Linked DNA regions of Rattus norvegicus: region 2 is linked to region 1. The links are chromatin contacts, called in public Hi-C maps. All regions are on one chromosome and are shown on one strand. Each heading gives the region's core, a stretch centred on a gene start, on an enhancer-like site or on the middle of the called end of the contact. The rest is flanking DNA. Distances are from core to core; before and after follow the strand shown. Region 1 holds the start of Nceh1 (neutral cholesterol ester hydrolase 1). Region 2 holds the start of Tnfsf10 (TNF superfamily member 10).

The links. A called contact is a pair of places that touch in the nucleus more often than the background predicts.
Region 2: a contact with region 1 is called in a Hi-C map of mammary epithelial cells, with 1.8 times the contacts expected there. The contact joins the promoter of Tnfsf10 here to the promoter of Nceh1 in region 1. A contact is called at or near these places in 2 of 12 Hi-C or Micro-C datasets (hepatocytes and mammary epithelial cells).

What each region holds. Positions count from the first base shown.
Region 1 is chr2:112,001,954-112,005,588 of GRCr8, forward strand. Nceh1 (neutral cholesterol ester hydrolase 1) reads left to right here and starts at 1,724. Exons shown (of 5, transcript NM_001127524.2): 1 at 1,724-1,907. The coding sequence starts at 1,770. It overlaps LOC134485890 (a long non-coding RNA gene), which reads right to left and starts at 2,777. Exons shown (of 4, transcript XR_010064205.1): 1 at 1,976-2,777; 2 at 1,508-1,760.
Region 2 is chr2:112,135,000-112,138,634 of GRCr8, forward strand. It overlaps Tnfsf10 (TNF superfamily member 10), which reads left to right and starts at 1,940. Exons shown (of 5, transcript NM_145681.2): 1 at 1,940-2,083. The coding sequence starts at 1,940. LOC134485891 (a long non-coding RNA gene) reads right to left here and starts at 1,899. Exons shown (of 2, transcript XR_010064206.1): 1 at 1,708-1,899.

The sequences.
Region 1 (3,635 bases), core at 474-2,973:
GGTGATGAAAGGGCTTTAGTTTATTGTACCCGGTATCATTAAAAAAAAAAACAAAACACCAAGAAGAAAATAATAAAACAACAAAACTCCTTCCCATGCAACAAAGGAAGCACCAAGAATCATTGCAGTTTCTTAAAACAACAATGGGGGTGGAGAGATGGCTTGGTAGTTACGGGCTCACTTCTCAAAGGTTTTGCAAAGGGCCAAAGTCCAGTTCCCAGCACCCATGTCAAGGTGCTCGGGATCGGGGGCTGGAGGGATGGCTCAGTGGTTAAGAGCACTGACTGCTCTTCCAGAGGTCCTGAGTTCAATTCCCAGCAACCACATGGTGGCTCACAACCATCTGTAGTGTGATCCTATGCCCTCTTCTGGTGTGTCTGAAGACAGCTACAGTGTACTCATACACATTATTAAATAAATGATATTTTTTAAAAAAAAAGATGTTCAGGATCACCTATAACCCCAGCTCCAGGGGATCTGATGCTTTCTTCTGGCATCCAGGAGCACATGTTCTCCTGTGCACATTTCCACACACAGATACACACATCACATGATTAAAAACAAATGTTTTAAATAAGATCTTATTACATATAGTGCTTGCTATATTAATTATATATATAGTTATTATATACTTATCATATATAGTACTGAGAACTAAAATCAGGGCTTTGTGTGTGTGAGACAAGCTCTCTGTCATTGAACTGAACTCCCAGACTTTTTTCTCCAGCAACGTTTCACATAACCCAGGTTTGCCTCAAAGCCCTGGTCCTCCTGTCTCCTCCAATTCTGAGATTACAGGTGTTATCACCATGCCCAGCTGAAAAGGACGTTTGGAAGCTCACACAGGAGGCTAGCTATACTGGCCTTATTGCTGGAGCTATGAGAAATCAGGTGTTCTCTCTCTCTCTCTCTCTCTCTCTCTCTCTCTCTCTCTCTCTCTCTCTCTCTCTGTGTGTGTGTGTGTGTTGTGCCATGCCCCACCCCCATAGAGTCTCACCATGTAGCCCTGGATGGCTTAGAACTTACAACGTGGACCAGGCTGTGTGTACCACCATGCTCAGAAACTCTCATTTAAAACCACTTACTGAATTTACATACTGTTCCAAGTCTTTCTCTAGAGAGAGGATTTTATTATCTTTTACAATAGTATCTTTGTTTTGGATCAGATGATTTACATGCTTTGGAAGTTTCACAGTGCAACTATTTGCGTTTTCTATTTGCTTATTTGTCTGATATTTTGATTTTCTTGTGACAGGGTCTCTCATCTAGTATGGCCTCAAACTTGTCATGTAGTCCAGGATGACCTTGGCTTTCATCCTTATGTCTTCTCCTTTCGAAACCAAGATTAGCAGTTATGTGTGCCAAACACTACTTATTTATTGTTTGTCTGTTTGTTTGTTACTGTTAGTTTCTCTTCTGAGACAGTTTCAAGTAGCTCAGGCTGACCCGGAACCCCTTTTGCACACACCTTCAGAGGCAGCTTGGCATCGCAGGCAGTCATACTCACAGTGTCCGCCAGGGGTTGCTGTGCGTCCTCTGGGCTGCACCACTCTGTTTCCTGAAACCTGGCGAGCCAGCGGCTCTTCGCGAGGACACCACGGAGGGGGCACATCCGCGCTCCCACTTCCTCCCGACGCAGCTTGTGATTGGCTCGCAGCCTGAGGAGGAACACGTGAAAGAGCAGCTGCGGCTGGCAGAAACTTGCTGGTCGTCTCCGGGTACCATCGCACCATACTGCGGTCAGCTCCGGACAGCCGGGCCTGGGGACAATGAGGTCGTCATGCGTCCTACTGGCCGCGCTGCTGGCGCTAGTCGCCTACTACGTGTACATCCCACTGCCCAGCGCTGTGTCCGACCCCTGGAAACTGATGCTGCTGGATGCCACTTTCCGCGGCGCGCAGCAAGTGGTGAGCAGAGCGAAAGGGGGATGCCCCGTGTCGTCCCTGCTCCCCTAAACGAAACCCCCATCGCTTACCCCGGTTGCCCGTGGGCCCTTTGAGGATGTCACATTTGCATCCTTGTCCTGCAATAGGGATATCCCGTGTTTCCGTGAATGCGCATCTGCCTCTCCCTGTCGCTTCTTCCGATCCCCGGGCTCTGAGGGTGTCCTGTTTGCATCCTTGTAATGCAGTGGGGGCGCCCGGTGTCACCCATGTTTTTTCCGAGTGCACGCTTCCCCAGGACTCCTAGCCCGACCACCGGTGTTCGCATCCTTGAAGTCGGCGGGTAGATGTGAGTCTGGAAACAGGCGAAGTTCTCGCCTGGCGTCTCTGACAGCTGTTAACCTTTCCCAGGTCCTAATTAGCGCCCCTGCTTTCTTGGTTCGCTGTGTCTTGAGCCAAAGCCTTTAGCAATTTATAAACCACCCTGCCCCCACCTCCGTTGTGCCACTGGCTGGCAAAGGAAGAGTTAAATGTTTTTTAGCTAAGGGGATTGTGATTCCCCGATGAGCAGTAGCGACGCGCCAGCCTCCCAAAGTCCCCAGGCCTTAGCGCTCCGTTTTGGAGACCGCAAGCTAGGAGGAACCGCTCTGACCTTCGGTTCTCTCCCTGGCACCTCTCAGCTCAGCGGAAGAAAAGAAGGCCGGGAGGCTGGCAGGCCCGGAGGGTCGTTAAAGGTCCTTGTTTGAAGGTTGTTTTCTGTTTGTCTGCAGCCTTTGTTTTGCGTCCTTCGATGTCTGGGAGATAACCTTGGCCTGAGCCAGAGCCGTTGTGGCCTTTTTTAACCTGCAGGGTGGCATTACTCTGCACTGTATCCTGCTCATGAACATTGCTCCCCCGGCGGGAGGACTGTGTCATTGGTTTATTCCACGGTAGGAGAATTGCTTTTAGTATCAGAAGCACAGTCTGTTGCCAAGGTTGAACGCCATGACTGCATCGTATTTTTGAGTAGTCTACGTTATGTAGGTTTCCAGAGCTTCTCCACAATCAAGCCACACTCTATCTTTGCCCAACACTGAGCCTTAATATTGTTTTGTTTTGTTTTTCGAGACAAAGTTTCTTTATAACCCCGGCTATCCTGGAACTTTCTCTGTAGACCAGGCTAGCCTCCAACTCGCCTGCAGCTGCCCCAGGAACGCTGAGATTAAAGGCATGCGCCACTACCTACCAGGTCTTTTTTTTTTTTAAAGATATATAAACATGCATTAAAATTTTATTATTAATTTTTCTGTGTGGGTGTTTTGCCTGCATGTGTATCTGTGTACCACGTGGGTGGAGTCTCCATAGAGGCCAGAAGAGGATGTTAGGACTGTGGTTAAAGAGGGCGGTGAGCCTCTGTGTGGGTGCTGGGAATGAACCCAGGGCCAATGCTTTTAACTCATAAGCTCCAGCTGGTTTTGCTTTCTCTCTCTCTCTCTCTCTCTCTCTCTCTCTCTCTCTCTCTCTCTCTCTCTCTCTCTCTTTCTTTCTTTCTTTCTTTCTTTCTTTCTTTCTTTCTTTCTTTCTTTCTTTATGTTTTTTAGACAGAGTCTCAGTGTGCAGCTCTAACTGGACTCCGTGGGTAGCCCACTGAACTCAGTGTGTAGCCCGGAGTAGTCTCGAACTCTCAATCCTGCCTTTGCCTCCCCAGTGCTGGAATTTACTATGTGGGTCAAGCTGGCAGTTCTTCATACTGACGTTAAAGACCTGTCTGCA
Region 2 (3,635 bases), core at 690-3,189, 130 kb after region 1:
AATTGATGTTCTGTCTTTTCGAATATGTTGAGTTGACAACTGAAATTGACTATGTCATTGTATAAAGTGTCAAGGAATATAAAAAATACTATTAGAAAAGAAAGAGAAACAAAAATGTGGCTATGAACACATGAGCAAAGGATTTGGTTTATGTTATTTTTACAGGCTACTCTTCATTCCCTTTCAATAATTAAAAAGTGTAAAAAAAAAAAAAGAAAAGAAAAAAACCAACCAAACAAAAGCAAAGTGGAAACATTATTTTAAACTCCCAAGCTCCCAAGTCATTAAAAAAGAGGCAACGGGTGGGGCTGGGATGATGGTAAAGTGTTCATTGTGTGATCATGAGGACCTTAGCTTGGATCATTACACTCCTGGTGGCTCTGGTGGTCTGTGGTTGTGATCACAGGGCTCAGGAGTCAGAGACAGGAGGATCCTGTGTAAGCTTTAGTTTCAGTGAGAGACTGTCTCAAGAAGATGGTAACTTAATTACAGCACCACAGTAGAGCACTACTTCTAAAGGCCCTTAAACAGGTGACGCCCTCCCTTGCTGGGAGGGAGTCTTGGCTTTGCAGTTAAGTAGTCACTAAAGGAATCTTCCTGCAAGGCAGGGAGCATCTGCAGACCTGAGAGAATTTGAGTTCAAGTGGATTCCCTTTTGTTCCTCATGATAGGATACCAGCCAGAAAGATGTCATATGGTGCATAGAAATTAGCACCATTAGCAAAAGCAACATTGTTGCTAGAACCTGCCAGGGCCTCAGAGAGTCACAAACAATGGGCTGGGAGCTGGAGGTGGTTGTTGCAGGACATTTGGTCACATTGTGAACCTGAGATTGTGAACTGTTTCTAATTGTGCTATGGCCCAGCCTTTGATCCTAGAGCTTTCCGTTTACTGTAAACAAGTAGTTGGGGTGTAGTTCAGCCGTAGCACACACTTTAATCCAAGAGCCAAATAAAGTCAATTCTAGGTCAAGAGGCGAAGCAAGTAACCAGTTGACCAGGAGTGAACATAGTAAACAGAAAGCTCTGAATCTTTGAGTTGAGCACGGAGAAGAAGAGTGTTTTCCTTTTGGAATGTTGGTGGAGTCTTTTCCTTCTGGGACTTGGGTAAAGTAGGAAGGTTAGCTGGGTGCTTTCTCTGCCTGTCTGAGCTAGTAGGTTTTCATCCCAGCATCTGGCTCCCGACTTTTCATTGGTAAAATTCAACAGCTGGGATTTTTTTTAAGTTTTTAAAAGCAAACAAATGAACTTTTTATTGATTCTTTGTGAGTTTCATATCATATACACTCCAGTCCCATTCATCTCCCTGTCCCCTTGTAATCACTGTCTGCCTTGTAACTCCTCCCCCCACACAAAATAAAAATACAGAGAACAAAATAAATAAAGCAAAGCAAAGCATAGAAAACATCCCATCATAGAAGCTGTAGAGCGTCCCAGTGTGTCCCACAGGCTATCCCTCTGTCCACACATCTTCTCTTGCAAATGTCCACAGCGATGGTCATTGGTCTGGTTTGAGGTCTCTGACTTCTGTGACACCTTCAATATTGGATCCTCACTGAGACTCCTCCCAGTTATCCTGCTATTGCCCTGTGCTCTGGAGATCCTGCAGCTTTGGATGAGCAGGACGGGCCCTTTCACATGCTCCAGCAGTTCTTAGATGGGGTAGATGTTGGGATGGACCATCTCAAAGTCCCGGAACTGGGCTTACCTGTATCACCAGAGTGAGCTCTCGGAGTGGTAGGGCTAAGTCCTCAGTCCAAGACATAGGGTGGATATAACCTCCTCCCCTACTTTCGTGGCTGTAAATTCACTTTCACTTTTGCTCTCAACCGTAAAAAGAAACTACGTGAGCAATTTGTTTTCTAACTGAGGTCTTCCCTCTCACTGCTGCAGGGCTGCATGCAAGACTGCTCTGGGGGAAGTCAGACCTAGACAACAGCATGCCTTCCACCGGGAACCTGAAGGGCCCCAGCTTCAGTCAGCACTTCACGATGACGGTGATCTGCATAGTGCTCCTGCAGGTGCTCCTGCAGGCCTTGACTGTGGCTGTGACTTACATGTACTTCAACAACGAGGTGAAACAGGTTAGTAGCCATGTGGTCTCAGCAGCAGCTGGGTACCTGTCTGTGCTCTGCCTCTGCTTGCTCTTCTTTGAAAGCTTAGCTCTGGACTCAAATATGTCTGTCCCAGTGGTAGACTCTAACTGCTAATAAAGAGAGGACTTTGTAAAGCTGCAAGTTGGCAGACTTCCAAGCAGTTGTAGTTACAGAACAGGCTCTGAAAGCTACCAGTGGATATATTGGCACCCCCGGAGGAAGTTTGCTAGCCTTTCAAAAGTGTCTGTGAGTGGTGCAGTTAGCACTGTCACCTTGCACAAATGCTTTCTGTGAAGTGCTGTAGAGTTCCTTTTGTGTGTGTGTGTTGGGGTGGGGGGAGACAGAGGGAGACAGAGGGAGACAGAGGGAGAGAGAGGAAGAGAGAGAAAAGAGAAGAGGAAGGAAGAGAAAGGTAGAGAGAGGGAGAATGGGAGCGAGAAGAGGAGGAAGAGAGAGGGAGAGAGAAAAGAGAGGAAGAGGGAGGAAAAGAGGGAGAGAGGTAGAGGGAAGGAGAGAGAGAGGAAAAGAGGGAGAGAGAGGAGGGAGGGAGGAAGGGGAGGGGGGAGAGGGAGAGGGAGAGGGAGAGGGAGAAGGAGAGGGAGAGGGAGAGGGAGAGGGAGAGGGAGAGGGAGAGGGAGAGGGAGAGGGAGAGGGAGAGGGAGAGGGAGAGGGAGAGGGAGAGGGAGAGGGAGAGGGAGAGAGGAGCACACAATTTGGCAGTTAGAGATAAATGCCAGTTGTTTTCTCCCTTATTCTCCACCTCTCACTGAACCTTGAACTCATTGCTGCCTTTCACTGACTGAGCTAATCCCCTAGACTGCTCTGCAGTTGCCTGGACCTTGAGGTAAAGGAGGGGCATAGATTACCCCATGCTCAACACACATCTATCCTGTCTGCACTTTGACCACTTGTGAGTCTATAATAACCACTGTCCTCCAGACAAAGAGGTGGATCTGAAAAATTCTCACATAGACAAGTCACACTTTGAAAAGCTGTCAGGGAGAATAGCATGGATCTGAACTAAAATCAGAGTAGAAGCTCAAAGTGTTAGCAATTTGTCTCTCCCTGTGATTGGTTAGTGGTTAGTACTCTGCATTGTGGCTGCAGCAATCTCGTTTGAATCCGAGTCATGGAACCAAATACTGTGTTTTACAAAAAGATGGGGGAAGGAATATATTTAGTGAATGTGAAGTCTGGTGTGTGGGAAGGAGGTGCTTCTGTGGGCCCAAGTTGAGGCATCCCTTCCCCCTGAGGGCATGGGGAGGGGAGCTGAGACGGTAGTAGAGACAGAGAAAGACAGAGAGAGGGAGGGAGGGAGGGAGAGAGAGAGAGAGAGAGAGAGAGAGAGAGAGAGAGAGAGAGAGAGAGAGAAAAGAGGCTGGTCATGAGCATGTGGAGAGAGGGGGAAGGGGAAAGAGGACAGATGGAGAGCAAGAAAACAAGAGAGAGGGGAGGAGGAGGAGAGTCATCCCTTTTATAGTGAGCCAGGCACACCTGGCTGCTGCCAGGTAACTGTGGGGCGGAGCCTAGACAAAATATT